2 separate regions of the Hordeum vulgare genome follow, and region 2 is linked to region 1. The links are chromatin contacts, called in public Hi-C maps. All regions are on one chromosome and are shown on one strand. The core of a region is the stretch at or near the end of the contact, and the rest is flanking DNA. Distances in the headings are between cores, read along the strand shown. Region 1 holds the start of LOC123449788 (cytochrome c-type biogenesis CcmH-like mitochondrial protein). Region 2 holds the start of LOC123449790 (exosome complex exonuclease RRP44 homolog A).

The links. Hi-C and Micro-C count contacts between places; a contact is called where the count stands out from the background.
Region 2: a Hi-C map of leaf shows a contact between it and region 1, with 8 times the contacts expected there. The contact joins the promoter of LOC123449790 here to the promoter of LOC123449788 in region 1. A contact is called at or near these places in 2 of 6 Hi-C or Micro-C datasets (both in leaf).

Annotation. Positions count from the first base shown.
Region 1 is chr4H:589,069,524-589,072,802 of MorexV3_pseudomolecules_assembly, forward strand. It overlaps LOC123449788 (cytochrome c-type biogenesis CcmH-like mitochondrial protein), which reads right to left and starts at 1,820. Exons shown (of 3, transcript XM_045127120.1): 1 at 1,539-1,820; 2 at 623-754; 3 at 1-180. The coding sequence starts at 1,679.
Region 2 is chr4H:589,210,290-589,213,568 of MorexV3_pseudomolecules_assembly, forward strand. LOC123449790 (exosome complex exonuclease RRP44 homolog A) reads left to right here and starts at 1,701. Exons shown (of 24, transcript XM_045127123.1): 1 at 1,701-1,931; 2 at 2,013-2,150; 3 at 2,259-2,416; 4 at 2,975-3,030; 5 at 3,147-3,269. The coding sequence starts at 1,878.

The sequences.
Region 1 (3,279 bases), core at 570-3,069:
GAGAGGCCACCACCACCTCCTTGCCGGTGGGGGCGGCGTGAGGATGTCGATCATCGTCTCCTTCTCCCTTGGAGTCAGGGGAACCCCTCGGACGAGGTTCAGAGCCATGATGTGAACGTTGGTCCTTTGCCTGTGCTTTTGGTAAGCCCACACGCCAGCTGCTACGCCACCCACAATCACCTGCACAGGGTTTAATGTATCGGGTTTTCAACTGTCCTAACATAGAAATCACAGTCGATACATGAAGCATTTAATTCAGGGAATTAGATACTTCGATATTTCAAAGTCTTCATTTTTATCATGCTCTGCTGCAGCAAAGAAATATTTTACCAAGCACGAAATAGAGCGGTTCAAATAAGTATTGGTATCTCTATACAGACTGAGCTAGGGCGTTACTAAGTACTACCTCCATCCCAAAATATGAGACGTTTTTGTAGGCTGTCTCTATTCAGGGAAAAACATCATCATGCAAAAGTTTGTGATGATGGAATGTGCCTGGGTTCACCAAGACACACAATGCATGCATAAAACGAACAAATAATATGCTCAAAAACTGCAACTGATATTACTTCTAGCATAATAAAAGCATGAACACCATGTAGAAATACTAATTAAGGCTCACCGGCGATAACCATATGGCAGCAGTTTGAAGATCAAATTTAGGGGCATATAGAACTGTTTCTCCAAAGTCTTCTTCTAGTTTTTTGTATATCTCCTTATCACTCTTTCCAGATTTTATTTCATCACGAATTAGCTGCAAAAATGACAAATATGTCAGTTCTTGAGGCCGTGAAGCTTCCCATGACATATTGGGTGTAAGGCGATAATATTTCGATCCTTTAAAACATATAAACCAAGGGCGTTTATTGACGTCGAGAACTCAAGATTAAATTTTGCTCTTGTATATGTAGTACATGGTGCAAATAAATGCTTTTGAATCAGAAAACAGTTTTCTGGTATAGCAAAGGGTAATAAAAATTAATATTATAGCTGAAAAGGTAGAAATATCATCCAAGTTTAAGAAACCTAGTCAAGTAAAAAGGCACGTAAATGTATATAATCGAGGAACCAAACCAGTTGCGGCATACCAAAACCATCTTTATCATTCCGAAAAGGACATACAGACAGACTAGTTCTTCAAAAAAGAAATTATGATAGCAAATATCATTTCAAGTTTCTCAATCCTATTTTGCATTTAACTACTGGGTGCTGGTGAACACATTTTATGTTACGCCATGATTGATCAGTCCAAGAGCCTATCCCAACTTGTTTGGGACTGAAACGCGTAGTTGTTGTTGTTGTATTGATCAGTACAGGGTCTCAAGTACAAGTGTTACCTCAGCTAAGAGTGTTATTGAATTTCTAATCTTAGTTACGTTTTGTTAAGATCAAGAGAACAACAAAGCAAAGGTCGGATCCTGTGGAAACATGAAAAGGTATACAGGAATAAGCAAAGCTCTGCTACTAAAAGTTTGACAACTAACTGAACCAACAAGGTCAGGCAGCCAATCACTGTGAGGTTATAGAACGAAAAGTACCCTTCTAAGGAGAACTGCAACATCTGCTTGTGAATCTTCAATGGACTGGCTGCCACACTCAGTGCACCGTACATTGTGGCTAATATTTCTTGCACGGTCTTCAACAACCTGCCGCTGCTTCACATCCTCTTCACTAGCCATGGTCAAGGTAATGTTATCTGTATGAACTGTAACAAAGTAGCTGCATATAAGAAACTGAAGAAATAAAATGTTATTTATGTACTTAGTGTACAAAATAATACCACCAAGGTTCTAGAAATAAAACAGATCACAACCATTAGGATTAAGTTACTATGACAAGACTAAACTATCAAGCTTGGCAAAGTTTTACTCTTGTCTTTTGCTGATTCAAGCTACAATATATTCTTGAAGCAGTTGGTGAAGAAAACAGGGTTTGCTGGTCCCAGCTTGGAACATGCCTTTTGCTGGTTCACAAAGATCTTCACAATTATACCAGAACAAAGGTTGTTCAGATATTTCTTATAGTGCTGAACAGAAATGGTAGCAGATAGTAGCAGCTCTTCAGACAAAATATGATCACAAACAGAATTACTATTGTCCCAGAACTAATCTAGTTAGAAATTCACAGACTAACAAATACATTATGAGATTTTTATTTTCAATTAGCCCAGTATACCCTATAATGTTTGTAGAATAACCGATACTTTCTACTAGAATTCATGACACGGCATTCTTTAAAGATCAGGCTCACCAAACCTCTCGTCCACTGTGGACCCATATGAGTACATATTCAAGCGCATATTAACCAATGTTATACAACATACTGGAAGTTCATGAGCTGCTCGAGCCTCGAGTTCTGAGTAGAGCTCTAATTTTATCTTAGCGTATCTGAGGAAAAAAGGGCCAAGTCTTTATCTCAGTGCCATCTGTGAGCCAAAGACTTGCCTATTACATGTTGGTCATAGAGCAAAAAACAAATAACTGTGGCGCACAACAATGATGGTTGTGACCTCACTTGTAAAGTAATAACTAATAACTATCCACCACAGATCAGACTAATTAACTAGAAGTAGCAAAGTATATTTTGGACAAGTTATCTCTCGGGATAAGCATATAATGTTCAGGGAAGCATCTGTAGGTCTGGGCAGACAGGCAGAACCCTTCTAAAATTTAAGGTAAGCAAGTGAAAACGACTAATAGCTGTTGACTGTTGAGCATTGCATCCTACCGAGTGACATATGCAGCTGCTATTTGCAGGGTTTTTTTATGTATGGCAACTTTGTCATAAAAAAATTATTTTAAGGAAATGTACAAAATGACTGACATGTGAACTGTATATTACACAAGAATTTGTTTCTACACTTCTCATCGCCTTAGAAAATAGTAATAACCAAGAACCAAGGAGAATATCCTCGACGGCAGCTTTTGGAAAGAGAAAATTGCATCGGAACTCCCAAAGCTGTCATTGTCTTTCTCAGTTGGCCCCCTCAACTCGTTGTCAGCGGCCACCGTTCTTAAACTAACACAATTTTCTCACTCTAGTAAGCTCACTGAGGTGGATGTTGGCGTCGCAATTTAGCTTGGATGAATGTTGAGATAGACACTACTGTGGCGAGAAAAAATGTTGAAAGCCTGTCTATGTACTGATAATGATAATAGCCTGATTTAAACGTGTTTCACTGGATTTTGAGCTACATGGCATATTCTTTCAGATGATTTAAATGGAAATGGTGTAATGCGTGAATTATTAACAAACGAAATACCCAACATAACATCAGTT
Region 2 (3,279 bases), core at 451-2,950, 140 kb after region 1:
TTGTAGATGGACATCACCATGATAGGTCTTCGTGCCCGTAGGAAAATTTTTGTTTCCCATGCGACGTTCCCCAACACTCGCCGCGCTAGGGTTTTCGGCGGCTGCGGCGGCGGGGGGCTCACGGCTGTACAGCGGGGTGAGCGGGGTGCCGGTCTGCGCGTCCATGGTGGCAGGGGCGCTGGCGCCGGCGCGCGGTGCGAAGGAGGAAGAAAGAGAGAGAGTTCGCGCGCGCGCTCGAGTCTGCCGCGCGCGGAAGTGTGCACTCCAAATTACCAGCGCGGGATGAGGCTATGGACAGCGCGCCCAACTTGTTTTAGCGCGCGCACGATTTTTACGCGCCCGCCGGAGCATCCCGCCGCGTCGCGCGCGCTAAAAGGGGATATTTTTGGACGCGACGCTTGTTTTGCGCTGCTGTTGGAGATGCTCTAAGTGCACACCAAAACACCATACTCTAACAATTGGCACCCGTAGTTTTTTTAAGACGGTGTTTGGTCCATGGACTACACAAAATTTCTATCTCTTCAAGACTATTTGAACACCAAGAAATGTGAAAAAGTACATGATTTTCAAACAGACGAATTCTACACTTTGCATTTGGTAGAAAACAAAACACATAACATCCGCATGATTGGGGAGTGAGACTAGACAAAGATAGAATGAAAGTGTGTTGTACTATCCATATTAATAATTACCATTATTTAGTATGAATTACTTCAGAAAAATAAATAAAAAAGGGGCTTGAACTTACTTAAGATTCCTATGAAATAGGGATGGATGTCTATTGTGTGAAGTACAGTAGTAATTTTATAGGATACCAAATCAAACTTTAGACAAAAAATCACTAACATCCACAACACCAAATCAATTCCACTGGAATCACCATTCAATATATTTTCATACCACGTATATTTTTTTATTGTGAAAGTTTAGATTTTTTTTGAGAAACTGGGCAAATTTTATAAAGTTTGACATAGAGCAAAACTAGTATGCGAAGTACATAAAAACGGAGCGAGTACTACTAGAAATCGACCGAGGCCGCCAGAAGCGAAGGACCTGAAAGGATGATCAAAAGTCCAAAATCACTCGTGAACCAACTTTTATTTAAATGGTTAGGAGAACAACGGTGTTCCGTATCCATTAAAATTAATTATTTTAGATATTTTATGTGCATCCAGATGTTTCTGTCAACTAAAAAATGTCCATGACAACTTTATCAATCTTAAAATAAAATGCTGGTTTAATTTTTGGAAGGCACTATATGGATAGAATGTACTTCATCTGTTCCTAAATATAAGTCTTTTTAGATATATCATTAGGGGACTACATACGAAACAAAATTAATCAATCTATATTTTAAAATATGTCTATATACATCCGTATGTAGCCCCTATAAAAACTTCTAAAAAGAATTATATTTAGGAACGGAGCGGGGTGCCGGTCCGCGCATCCATGGTGGCAGGGGCGCTGGCGCCGGCGCGCGGTGCGAAGGAGGAAGAAAGAGAGAGAGTTCGCGCGCGCGTTCGAGTATGCCGCGCGCGGAAGTGTGCGCTTCAAATTACCAGCGCGGGATGAGGCTATGAACAGCGCGTCCAACTTATTTTAACGCGCGCACGGTTTTTGCGCACCCGCTGGAGCATCCCGCCCCAGGTGAGAGTGAAGTCTAGAAACACTCCGCTCGGCTCGAATCAAAAACCCAAACCCAGACCCAGGTTAAGCTCAACCCGGTGCTAGACGACCACGGCACGCACCAAACCTATTAAACCGCTTCACTCCTTCACCGCCGCCGCCGCCATTCGCCGCCGAAGGTCTGCCCCCCACCCGTCTTCCTCGCGCCCCCCGCCGCCGCCGCTCCCCAGCGCCCGGCCGAGCTCGCCAAGATGCTGCAGAGCAAGTCGTTCGTCAAGAAGACGAAGCAGGGCCGCGTCGTCAAGGTCCGCCGCTCGGCACCGCAACCACCGCCTCGCCGAGGCCCCGCCGGAACCCTAGCTAACCCCCTCCCCCCGTCTGCGCAGGTGGTCCGGGAGCACTACCTCCGCGACGACATCCCCTGCGGCGCCTTCTCCTGCCCCTCCTGCGACGCGGCCGCCCGCCGCCTCAACGCCGACGCCGCCGCCATCCTCGTCGTCGACACCAACGTCGTGCTCCACCAGGTGCGTGCCCCTGCTCTCCCGCTCCCGCTCCCGCTCCCGCCTCTCGTATCTAGCGTGCCTTGTAGGGTCGGGGGTTCCGACTGCTGATGCTCTGAGAGGTTGCTGCAGATCGATTTGTTGGAGAATCCGGCGATTGAGGATGTCGTGGTGCTGTCGGTGGTGCTGGACGAAGTGAAGAACAAGAACCTCTCCGTGTACAACAGGCTCAAGACGCTGTGCACCAACACGGCTCGGAGGTTCTTCGTGTTCACCAACGAGCACCACAGGTACGCCTGAATTCCACCCTTGGTTCTCCGAATGGTCGTTTTGGTCGATCAGTAGGTGTGAGTTTAGGCTCTGGCATATTTGCTTGCTTCCTATCTGAAGCAGAACTCGTTGAGATTTCTAGTCGATGGAGTGGTGCAGATAAACGAAGTACTAGCTATGAAAGTATAATTCCTGCATCTGATGTGTGTTCTCTGGCCACATTTCTTAGAGTAACTAAGCTGACGTGCAGTAAATTCTTCGAAGTGGGCCAAGTTGATTTTGTCTTTCCTAAAACTGTGTTCAAGTGGTGTGCCCTCTCAACTGCATTTATCTTTGCCACGTATGGCACTTAGACCTGAACTTGACCACTATTAACAAGATTGTATCGGCAAAATTTCTCTGCACGAGTTGCACTACAAATGTGCAAGTACTTATCTGCAACTAATTAGTAATTCTGCTTTTGTTCTTTGAGACGTGCATAAGCTGCCCACATCAGAACTTGCATCTGCTTAGCATCAGCGATGTTATTCTTCCCTGTTCATATGATTAGGATTACTCATTTACTGAAAAACGTACAGGGATACTTATGTCAAGGAGATGGTTGGAGAGAGTCCAAATGATCGTAATGATAGAGGTACTGAGTTGCTTAGTTATATTTATGTACAGCATATCCCATTTCCAGGGATTCTATATACACTTAAATACTTAATGTATGCTCTGCTCTTTACTCGCCACTTCTTCTCTATTCAGCAATCCGTGTTGCTGCTCGTTGGTACCAGAGTCACCTTGGTGACAGTGCCAAAGTGTTGCTGGTCACAAATGATAGAGATAACAAACGGAAAGCTACTGAAGAAGGCCTAAATGCAGAGACAGGTGCTAGTTG